2 separate regions of the Mus musculus genome follow, and region 2 is linked to region 1. Evidence: chromatin contacts called from public promoter capture Hi-C data. All regions are on one chromosome and are shown on one strand. Each heading gives the region's core, a stretch centred on a gene start, on an enhancer-like site or on the middle of the called end of the contact. The rest is flanking DNA. Distances are from core to core; before and after follow the strand shown. Region 1 overlaps Ampd3 (adenosine monophosphate deaminase 3). Region 2 overlaps Mrvi1 (MRV integration site 1).

What was found. Capture Hi-C pulls out chosen DNA fragments and counts their contacts.
Region 2: a promoter capture Hi-C map of adipose tissue shows a contact between it and region 1. The contact joins two enhancer-like sites. A contact is called at or near these places in 1 of 39 promoter capture datasets (hematopoietic stem and progenitor cells), 6 of 484 Hi-C or Micro-C datasets (bone marrow-derived macrophages, cortical glia, embryonic stem cells and 3 more), 7 of 115 datasets of contacts at active chromatin or transcription factors (the 230-238 cell line, the HPC-7 cell line, Th17 cells and 3 more) and 4 of 9 other capture datasets (adipose tissue, embryonic stem cells, liver and 1 more).

What each region holds. Positions count from the first base shown.
Region 1 is chr7:110,790,792-110,796,254 of GRCm38.p6, reverse strand. It overlaps Ampd3 (adenosine monophosphate deaminase 3), which reads right to left. Exons shown (of 15, transcript NM_001276301.1): 4 at 4,908-5,067; 5 at 2,396-2,615; 6 at 447-576. Among named protein-coding and RNA genes, the nearest start is that of Gm39069, 13 kb to the right of the region's middle. Within about 2 kb of position 3,279, at least 20 of the 459 cell types and tissues checked have an H3K27ac peak or open chromatin away from gene starts, as enhancers often do. A contact at or near this core is called in adipose tissue, where this site is marked.
Region 2 is chr7:110,927,230-110,932,692 of GRCm38.p6, reverse strand. Mrvi1 (MRV integration site 1) reads left to right here. Exons shown (of 21, transcript NM_194464.3): 3 at 3,115-3,215; 4 at 4,822-4,892. Among named protein-coding and RNA genes, the nearest start is that of Gm16336, 25 kb to the right of the region's middle. Within about 2 kb of position 2,067, at least 17 of the 459 cell types and tissues checked have an H3K27ac peak or open chromatin away from gene starts, as enhancers often do. A contact at or near this core is called in adipose tissue, where this site is marked.

The DNA of each region.
Region 1 (5,463 bases), core at 2,030-4,529:
CACTCCAGGGGCAGAGGAGGGGCAGAGGCTGGAGCATCTCAGTGCTTTGCTTTAATAGAGCTGACTCCAAAGGATGGAAACCTGCCAACTCCTAAGTCCAGACAGGTCCTGACAGCTTTCCCTCTGTGATGTCTCTAACACACCCACTACCCTAAAGCCGCCACTGTTAAGACCAGTTAGCAGGCTATGTTCTGATGCTGGAGAAAGACTTGCACCAACACAGACTTTCCACCGTGGATCTAGAATGGTACCACAGTATCCGAGACAACCCGAGTCAAGGACACAGTCTGCCAGTCTTCCTGCTGCACAGGCATGTTTTATCACACAGGCTACTCCAGCCAGGAGACCTGGTGCTCACCCAACTCTGGACCTAGACAGACCCAGGGCATCATTCCCTGGGCCCAGTATGGGCCAGGTGAGTGGCTTGGACACCAGCCACCACATACCTTTCTCACATTATAAAAGTCTCTGTGGGGGTTACTCTTCAATTCCTTGAACTCTGACATTTCATTTAACATCTCATGAAGGCTAAACTTGGATTCCAGAAAGTTCAGTCGCCGGTGACAATAGGTTTTCCTGCAAGTTGGTGAGAGATAGAGACCCCAGTAAGACATCAAATGACAGTTTAGCAACCTCAAGACAGGGTAGTGACCGGGGCTGGAAGGGTCAGGTTCTGACAGCATGGAGGAAGAAGAGCCGAGATGCTTCCAGCTTTCCTCAGACCTGGCTGAGCTGACCAGCACACACGTGTGAGGACACCACATGAGCAGACGGTCAAGACACACGGGAGGGAAGCACCAACTCTGGGAGCCCAGGCAGGGTTTTGTTGTCTTATGTTTGGGCAATTAGCACAGGGATAACCATCCCATGTATAACCATGGAGACGGTGCCGCCCCAGACTGAAGTACTTGTTTCAGGCTCTGGGTCTGGCTGAGCAGAGGAGCCCCTCCTCTCTCCTCAGCCCCCATAATTCTTTAACTACAAAATTCATTGCCCAGAATGTGAATAATGCAGTCAAACCATCTACTACCACCTGCCTAGCTTAGGATGCAGAGGCATCAACCCTCCACCCATGACCAACTGTCCCTAGATTCCCACGACCTAAGGGATCCTCAGCTCTGAGATTCCTGGGCAGGAAGAGGATGTTTACAGTGAGGAGCAGGTAAGGACCACTGAGACAGACAGCTCTGTGGGACTGACACCCCAGGGTCCTCACCCAGGGAAAGCACTCCTTGGGAATAAGTTTTCCTCAGCGAACTAAGATGCGACTCACTGCTATGACCAGATGTCTCCCACACCCAGCTCAGCTGCCCAGCCTCACAGAACTGACCCTGCTCCCTCGGTGCTCTCAAACAGCAGCTGCCTGCATCTCCCTAGGCCGCCATAATGAGCAGCTGCTAGGAACTAGAGAGATCACATACTGTTTTTGCAGAAGACCTGAGTTTGAGTCCAAGTATCCAAATCACAACTGCCTGGAACTCCAGGGGATCTCACAGCCTCTGACCTCCTCACATGCAGATATACACATGGATATATAAGTAAATGGCAATAATAACATTTTTAATACCAGTGTCATTGTCTGTCTATAGAGGCAAGCCCTGAGTGAGTCAGGGATCTCAGAGTGGGAACGGACTCTGAGCTAGTGAGAGATAGAGACTCCAGTAAGACATCACATCAAACATTAGGTTTAGTCACTGTGTCCAGTGACTGTCCCTTCATAGTTTCTCAGACAACAGTCAATGCTCACACCCCTGGTAAGGAGGGATTCCCAGAAACTATCCTTCCCCTCCTGGTCTTAGTTCTGGCCTCTGCTCAGTGAGGACCAAGAGCCAGAGGCCCACCCTCCCCCATCCTACTCTTCTGTCTCAGAGACGAGGCCCACACCCTTCACAGCAAAACCCAAAAGGCAGGAGTGAGCAAGGAGTACATGCCACTCTGACAGCCCCTTGCCTTCCCAGGCTCTCATTCCTACAGTTCAGGTAACTGAACCTTAACCAAGGGTTGGCTCAAGTCCCTGCCATGAAGAAAGCCACCTTCCCTGTCAGCTCCAGCCAAGCACTCTCGAGCATAGGCGGGGAAACAGAGGGCTCCAGGATCCCTGCATAAGCCCAGTAGCTGAAATAAGAGTTTTTCTTTATTCCTCCCTCCATGTTTGCCCATGCCCGGAGCTGACAGCTGGCAGCTCTCTGCAGTGTTTCCTTGCCTAAGGAGAAGGGTGGCAGCTGATGTAGGTACACAGTGGCCACTATCACACAGAGGTTTCCACGTGCCCATGTACAGCAGGGTGCAGCAGTAACAGCTCTAAGTCTGTGCCATCCCCATAGGGAAACCCAGGATGGAGTGCCTGCTGTTCCTTCCCACACACCAAAAAGGGGAACCGGGAAAACTGGCTTACGTGGGGCCATCAGTGATGAGTGCCAGAATATGGCTCATGTCCACAATGTAGGTCTCCAGGTCAGGGTAGGGCAGGCTGTGGGGCTCCTGGCGTTCCAACATCGTCTGATTGTCATACACAAAGAGAACACCTCCGTGCATGCGAACCAGGTAGCCCAGGTTGGGGGGTGCATCATCCAGGCAATAAGGGTCTTCCTGGGGCAGTGGGGGAGGGTGGAAGTCTGCAAAACAGGATGAGTGGTGGCCAAATGACCAATGTTGAACACTTTGACAGCCTCCCTGCTTTGTTTGTCTCTATAACTCTCACCACTGTGTGAAATAATAGTTCTTCACACCTTGGGTATCAGAGGACACACACTGATTTGTGTTGTTAGCTGCTATAGTCCAGTCTCTAGAGCAAGCCTGTCCCGAGGCTAGCACACCAATGCATGTGTGTGCATGTGTGTATGTCCATGTGCATGCATGCTTGTGTGCATACATGCTTGTGTGTGTGTGTGTGTGTGTTTGCTTGCACATGCACATATGTGTGTGTTTAGCTTAATTAAAATGGACTTCACCTAATTTGGCCCTTTTTGGCCCTCAGGGGTGTCTGCTTTATTTTACTTTTAGTTTTTAGAAAAGAGTGGCTCGGTGTTCTCCCAGTGAGAAAGCACTGGCAGGGAATAACGGCTCCCTTTTCCCACATATTTTCTGAGCCCAAGGCAGGCAAAGAATTAGACAAGAAGTCACCCTGTCCCTAACAGAGCAAAAGGAGGAGTAACCAGGCTCTGCCCTCCCAGAGCAGGAACTGGCCAGCATAGAATCCTTAGCCCAGCATGGAGCCAGGCAAAGTACACCCAACCCAAGCAGTAAAACACCTCTGCTGTTTCCTGGTGTGTGACTCTGAAAGGCCCTTTGCCTCTGGGATCCTGACTGCTCACCTGAGACACCACCTACCCAGCAGATGGTAGTGAGGGCCATAAAAGTACAGTAGGGAAATGCTTGGCAAACAGGTGTGCCCTGCACAAGGATCATGGGACATTGCTTATGATGGTTCAACTTAATGGGCTTTTTTAAACTTTAGGAGTGTGCGAAAGTAAGTGTGTGTGTGTGTGTGTGTGTGTGTGTGTGTGTGTGTGTATACCAGCAAAACACTCCATGTTTTGAATAAGGGTAGTCAGCATGTTGTCACTAAGAAAGCTGATGATGTTGCCAACTGTAGGCTCTCAGAAACGTTCTGGGCATGGCTGATATCTGTTGGCTGTGTTAACTGCATTTTCAGCTTAGGATGTTTTCAGCTTCCATTTGACTTATTGGGAGCACATTCCGTCAACAGTCCGGAACATTTGCCTTCTCGTTAGTCTTGAGAGTTCTCAGCTCTTAACCAGCTGTCTCTGGCCAGGGAATAAACACAGCAGATCAGCCAGCACCTTGCGGGCCAGCTGCCTGACAGGCAGAAGGAACAACCTTGGCTCCTGAGTGGAAGAAGCGCCCAGGGCCCAGGGCAGGGTGTCCTGCCTCAGCACTCTGGAACAGGCTGACCCTAAGCTGTGATGGTCACAGAGAAAGCAGAACATAGCAGAGCCAGGATGCTGATGTCCCCATCAGGCACAGCAACAGACCAGACCAGGAGTCTTGAGATAGTGCTAGCATTGTGTATGGGGCAGACAGTTGGAAAGGCCAAGGTGAAGCCGCAGCCCACCCACCCAGAGATTGCATGGCTTCACCACACTCATGACCAGGACACAAGGGCCTTCTGCCATATGTAACACCCAAGCATCTGACAGTCATTCCTGCCTGGACAATACTGGGGACCTGTCCCTCTGACAGACAGGGAAATAGCCTTGGGAAGGCTGAGATCTACCAAGCCCCTCCCTGGTGGAAAGGGTACTCAAAACAGAACTGAGCTAGAAACAAGGACAACCTAGCACCTGTTGCCAAAGGCATCGAGGGTACTGGCCTGGATATGATCCGCAGGCCCTCGTCTAATCCCTACCCCTGGATTTCAAGGATGAGGGTTGACATATCCTTGTTTTAGTGACTTCATTGTTAGCCTCTGCTGCTCCTAGGTCCCTCACTAGGTCAGGAAGATACCCTGCCCTTTCTTGTCTCCCTTCTCTGAACTTAAATATGGTTGTCATTTATGGAACACTCTAGAAGCCCAGTCTGCCCTAAGCACTCCACACACATTCACACAATCTCACCCAAGGAGGTGGTGATTGCTGGCATTCCTGTTTTTTAAGACTGTAAAACTGAAATTTAGAGAAGCCGTTTGCTCAAGGGCCAAGAAATTGGCACAATCCAGATATGAAGGCAAGTATGTTTCGCTTCCTCTGCCCAGGGCACATGGGCTCTGTATGTATTCTCACTCAACCCTTCCACTGCTGTACATTTGATTGTATTGTTTTAAACACACCAGTAGCCCCATCTCCAAAAACACCACTGGTAGAAAAATATTCAGCCAGCAAAAAGTCCCAACCATACTTGGGTCCAGTTCACACATAGAATCCACCTTGGTCCCCAAGACTTCATACCTGGGAGACCCTCTTCCAAAGGCACACTTTCCCCCTGATGAGCCAGGTACTGGGCTGTGGTCCGTGGGAAGCGGTGGTAGGCAAGCCGTGCATACTTCTCCCGGATCATCAGGGCCTTGGCCAGGCTCTTGGCAGCCTGCTCATAGTCTTCCACAGTGATCTACAGCAGGAGACATGTAAGGGAGGGTCTGTCCACAAGCCAGAGACAATGCTTGCAGAGATCCTGGGCGAGCCTGGCCCCCAGGAAGCAGGATCTCAGGATGGTTCCCATCAAACTGATAAGCGAGGCTCGTTGTGTGTGACCCGCTCCCACAAACACTGTGATTTATGCTGGGTACTTGAGTTCCTGCCCAGAGTCTGGAATTGGGGGTGTACTGTGCAGATGTGTAAGCAAAGCCAAGACGCCTCTAATGAGCTTCCCTGATAGATACTAAGTGTTGCTGCCTTACTGAGAGAGACCTCTTGGTGGTTAGCCCTAGTGTCCCCCAGACCTGTGTGCCCCTCCCCTTGGCTGCCCTTGGTCTTTCTTTCTGTAATACCCTGAGGCTGTGGGTAC
Region 2 (5,463 bases), core at 818-3,317, 140 kb before region 1:
TGTGGGATGTTGTGTAGGAGCTTGGAAGATAATGTTGATAACAGTGCAGAAGATGGAGGCCTGGCTTGTGAAATTTCAGAGGGAAAATTAAAGACTCTTTTCAGGGCCATTGCTGTTTTGATTGTGAAGATTCTGTAGTTCTGGTTAGCTGGGGCTGAAGAATCAGCTGTGATTAACAAGATACCAGAACTACCAAAGCAAAAACTGCATTACTGGAACTATTGATGCTGGTTAGCTGGAGCTAAGAAATTAGCGGTGATTAAGAAGAGACCAGCATCATTGAGGTGAAATCTTCTGGGAAGTGTTTTCTGAGAGCACAGTGGCTGTGTTCCAGATATAGCCAAAGTTGTACCTTGTGCTGTGGCTGGACTTGGTAATGTGTAAGGGTCACGCAGGTGGTACTGGTTTTGAAGGCATGAAGGAGTTGAGCAGAGCAGCTGAGGCTTGGCACTGTGAGAGGCCATGGAAGGCCATTGGTGAAAGTCCAGCCTCAGTTGCAATTGATGGCCCAGGACTGAAGGGGTCATGCAGTGTTTTGGAGATGCCAGTACCATGAGATGACCACCAAGAGCAGCAGCAGCAGTGGAGTCCAGGCATCTGGAGCCTAGAGAATGACGTGTGTGCTACAAAGGGCATGGCTGGAGAAGTGACCCAAGCCCTTGGAGGAGCCCAGAAGATTGTGAGTTGGATCCCAGACATTGGATGGTTAGAGATTGACTTTTGCTTTTGATTGTGACTATGCTCTGATATTTTCCCTCTTGAAGGAAGAAACTATTTTAGTGGAGCCCACAGTTAAGAGATTTTTAATTGTAAAAAGACTTTGGATTTTAGAAGATATTGGACATTTTAAAGGGATTGACTTTTAATATGTAAAGACTGTGGGACTTTTAAAGTTGTTTAGATCTTGGGGATGAATAAGAAATTAAGGGTTGAGGCTTACTAGTGATGTGCTTGTGTGTCAAGTTGACAAGGGGTCAATTGTACTGGCTAGTTTTGTGTCAACTTGACACAGCTGGGGTTATCACAGAGAAAGGAGCTTCAGTTGAGGAAAATGCCTCCATGAGATCCAACTCTAAGGCATTTTCTCAATTAGTGATCAAGGGGGAAAGGCCCTTTGTGGGTGGGACCATCTCTGGGCTGGTAGTCTTGGGTTCCATAAGAGAGCAGGCTGAGCAAGCCAGGGGAGGCAAGCCAGTAAAGAACATCCCTCCATGGCCTCTGCATCAGCTCCTGCTCCCTGGCCTGCTTGAGTTCCAGTCCTGACTTCCTTTGGTGATGAACAGCAGTATGGAAGTGTAAGCCGAATAAACCCTTTCCTCCCCAACTTGCTTCTTGGCCATGATCTTTGTGCAGGAATAGAAACCCTGACTAAGACAGGCAGAATGGGAGAGATTAATGGATAAATGGATGGTTAATTGGTGAGTAGATAGGGAGACAGAAAGGGATGAACAGGCAGATAAATGGATAAGAGATGTATGAATGGATAAATCAATGGATATCCAGGGAAAGAGTTTATGGATGAATTTACTGATGGATAAAGAAGATGTTTAGAGAGAGGGTTGGATGAATGTGAGGGAGAGACAGGGATATGGATAAATAGGTGGGCAGGGGAAGAGACATGAACGAACACAAGCATTTATGTAGATCCATAGAGATGGGTGGATGAGAACAGACACAAATAAATGCATGCATTGGTGGATAGATGTATGAATGGCTACACGGAGAGATAAAGCGATGGCTAAGGAGGGCTTGGGCAGGAAGGTACACAAGTGGATGTTCAGAGTGTGTGATGTGTGAAGTAAAGGCCAGGAGAGAGGACAAGAGGTGGAGAAAGAAGTTAACTCAGTTTTTTCTCTCTTTCTGTAAAATTTAGTTTTATGTGTACAGGTGTCCAGTCTCAAGATTCATTCTCTTTTTCTGTCCTTGGAGAGGTGAAATGAATGAAGCTCTGGAACAGGCCTTTAAGCCAGCACTTCTCAAAGCCAGTCCTAGAGGGGTCACAGCTCCACAGGGTGTGAGGACAAACAGCTTAGCCTAGTGCCAACCATAGGCCACTAGAGGGAGGAAGTGCTCATTTTATCTCGTAGGGGCACTCACAGCCATCAGCTCCGAATTTTTATGCTTTCAGGTTTCTCTAGCTGAATTTTCTTGTTGATTGATTTGGAAAGTAGTCAGAGTGTCAATGAATTAAAATAAAGTCTCCCTTTCAGCACCAGTGCATGCTGGGAGTTTGTGAAAACTCCACCACAGGCATGGTAAAAAACTGTGATAGAACTGTGGGTAGAAAAATGAATTTCAGCCTTCCCATGGCAAGAGTCACACGTGAGCAAGAACAAGAGAGTCAGAGAGATTCCAAAGCTCAATGTCTTGTACTCCAGTAAGGCAGGCCAGGCTGAACCACCTGAGAGGCCACAGCAGAAGTGTTTGGGTCCATAGGCCTGAATGAGTGGAACAGGCCAGGCTAGAATCCTTTGGACCACAGTTCCTATGCAGAAACATGAACCTGGGATTTCTTATTACTCAGTTGTAAGAAAATGAGTGGGAGCCAAGCACTTGGTTCTTGTTGATTGCTTTGGAAAGTAGTCAGAGTGTCAATGAATTAAAATAAAATCTTTTTCAGCACCAATGTATGCTGGGAATTTGTTAAAGCTCCACCACGGGCTCTAAGAAGTGCTGGTTTAAAGGGCTGTTCCAAAAGCAGGAAACAAGGGGCTGGGGAGATGGCTCAGCAGTTAAGAGCATGGCTTTGATTCCTGGCACCCACATGGCAGCACATACCCCCACATGTAGGGAGAAAGGCGGGGAGGGATGGGGAGAGACAGAGAGGGAGAGGGAGAGGGAGAGGGAAACTGAGTTAGTCAGTATGTTCATTAATTCATCTGTAGCCATGTCACACTCTACACTCACAGCAAATATCACACTTTGAATATATGTGATTTCCATTTCTGAGTTATATCTTAATGAAGCTGAAACAGACAAACCAACATACAGAGTTGGTGACCTGTGACAATGGCCTTGGGAGTCACACTGTTGGAAATGCCGCAGTTCCAGGCCCTGCATGTCCCCAACTCAGCCCAGGCCTAACTCCATTTGTGTTTTGCTCGAAACCACCAGGACTCTCCCTCTGCAGGACCATTTCCCAGCCCTCCCACAATCGTCCTGACGGGGGATGCCAGTTCACCTGAAGGAGAGACTGACAAAAACCTAGTCAACAGGTATGCAGCCCAGGCGGACGAGCAATGCTTTGTGGGGATCAAATAGCTGCATTTCTAGAAACACTTTCTTCTTTCTTTTTCTCTGAATCACTTTATCGATGAAGATGCTGTCAAAGAGGGCTGGGGATATGGCTTAGTTTGTAGAGTACTTCTTGCTAAGTTTGTGTTAGGTCTTGGGTTTGATTCTCAGTATCACCTAACCTGGGCATGGTGGGGGCACACCTGTAACCCCAGAAATCATGAGGAAGCAAGAGGATCAGAAGTGCAAGGTCATCCTTGGTTATATGAGGGGTTCAAATCCACCCTGGGATACAAGAAACTTTATCTCAAAAATAAAAGTCCACATTATCAAGCAGTTTTTCAAAATGGGAAAGAGAACCTAGGATTTTTTCACCATTATCTTCTTTCCCAAAATGTTGTTCTTACTCTTGGATTTGGCCCTGTACACACTGCTAGATTTTAAGAAAATCAAAGACATCATAGCATGAAAACCTTCCATAATATCAGCCCAGGAATTCCCACAGAAGCCTGGAAGGTGTGGATCTTTAACTATAGGATCCTGTTGTGGCCAAAGCAGGTCCCTCATGGAACCTTTGGGAGGGACAGTGCATCACCATCACAGGGATGTCACTGCCCCTGTTCCCCTCACCAGGGGTCCGTGAATTGATCTAGCTGGAATAAGGTTGTCTAGATATCACTTTTAATAAGTTTAAAAGATAATCCTCGGGGCTGGGGATACAGGTCAGTGGGAAGGTGCTTGCCTAGCAAGTGCAACAAGGCCTGGGGTTGACAGGCAACACCACATGTAAGAGGGTAATTATCATAGGACAGAGTGAGCATCTTCATCTGTTAATTAAGAGCAGAGTGAATACCAAGGAGGATATAAGAAATGAATATACTTGCATAATCAATGTGAGAGGGGGTGGAAAAAGCCAAATAAAAGGGTTAAGTCAGACATAAGGCAGCTTCATGGGGCTGGAGAGTTGACTCAGTAGTCAAGAGCACACACTGCTCTTGCAGAGGACCTGAGACTGGTTCTCACTACCCAAATCAGGTGACTCCCAAGCACCTGTAACTCCAGTCCCAGGAGAACCTGATGCCTCTCGCCTCCATATGCATCTGCACACACAGGCACACACATATATAATTAAAATACGTCGTTAAAAGGAGCTCCGTGTTTTGCAGGGCAGTGAAACTGTGCTTTTATTTTCTCTTTCAAAAACAGATTATCTGTGTCTCTACCAGACCCCCCATGTATGTTTGGTAAGGCTCCCACAAGATAGCTCTAAAGTCCGGGTCCTTATAGAGAGTAACTCCTGTAGTAAGTAAGGTTCCATCCCTTGAGAGTGGGCTTGGATAGCTTGAGTGGGCAGCAGAATGGCGTAGTGACTTGTTGAGCCATTAGTCCTCCCAGGGGCTCTGATGTGGGAGACTGGGGTACAGCCTGGGAATTCAACCATCTAACATGCTCCCAAGGTGACAGTCAGAGGACCCTTGTGTGTGCCATAGATGATGCTCTGGGGTGACCCTGAGAGTCTGTACAGTCATCTCATTTGTCCATCTCTGAGTAGATTTCCTAACAGGATGACCATGGTCTGTCTTTCAGGGCTCCCAGCCCTCACCGGAGGCTTTCCCACCGACACCTGAAGGTCTCCACTGCTTCGCTGACTTCTGTGGGTAAGGGCTGGGTCAATATGAACATGTGCTTGAGCAGCAAGCATGAGTTGGCTCCTTTCTCTCTCCCCAAGTCCAAATAATAGAGGAGATCAGCCTCTCCATGTTTGGGTTCAGAAGAAATGATGTCTAGTTTCAGTGTCAGAAAGAAGAGGAGGATGAAGTCAGAGCAGACAGAAATGATGCTCAGTGATCAGCTGAGTGATGTTCAGCACTGGGCTCAAAGACCAGAGTCCTACGGCTGTATGGGCACAGCCAGGGAGTGTGCCCAGCCAGGAGGGAGTGTGCCCAGCCAGGAGGGAGTGTGCCCATGTGAAAGGCTGTTGGCTAGGATTCCTGATGGTTTCTACTCAGGATTTTCACACCTTTTTAGACCACTGAAGGATCGGGCCACATAGACTTGGGCTTTGTATTCGGTGTTGATTACACTTTATAAGGAGGTTGGGAAATGAGTAGATAGAATTGATAAATGGCCTTCATGAAAGATCTTAGGAAGCCAAGGTAAGAAGGGGCCCACTTCTCCCTAGGGAAGAGAAAAGATGTACAGGTATTCCAGAGGAAGTGGTATTTGAGT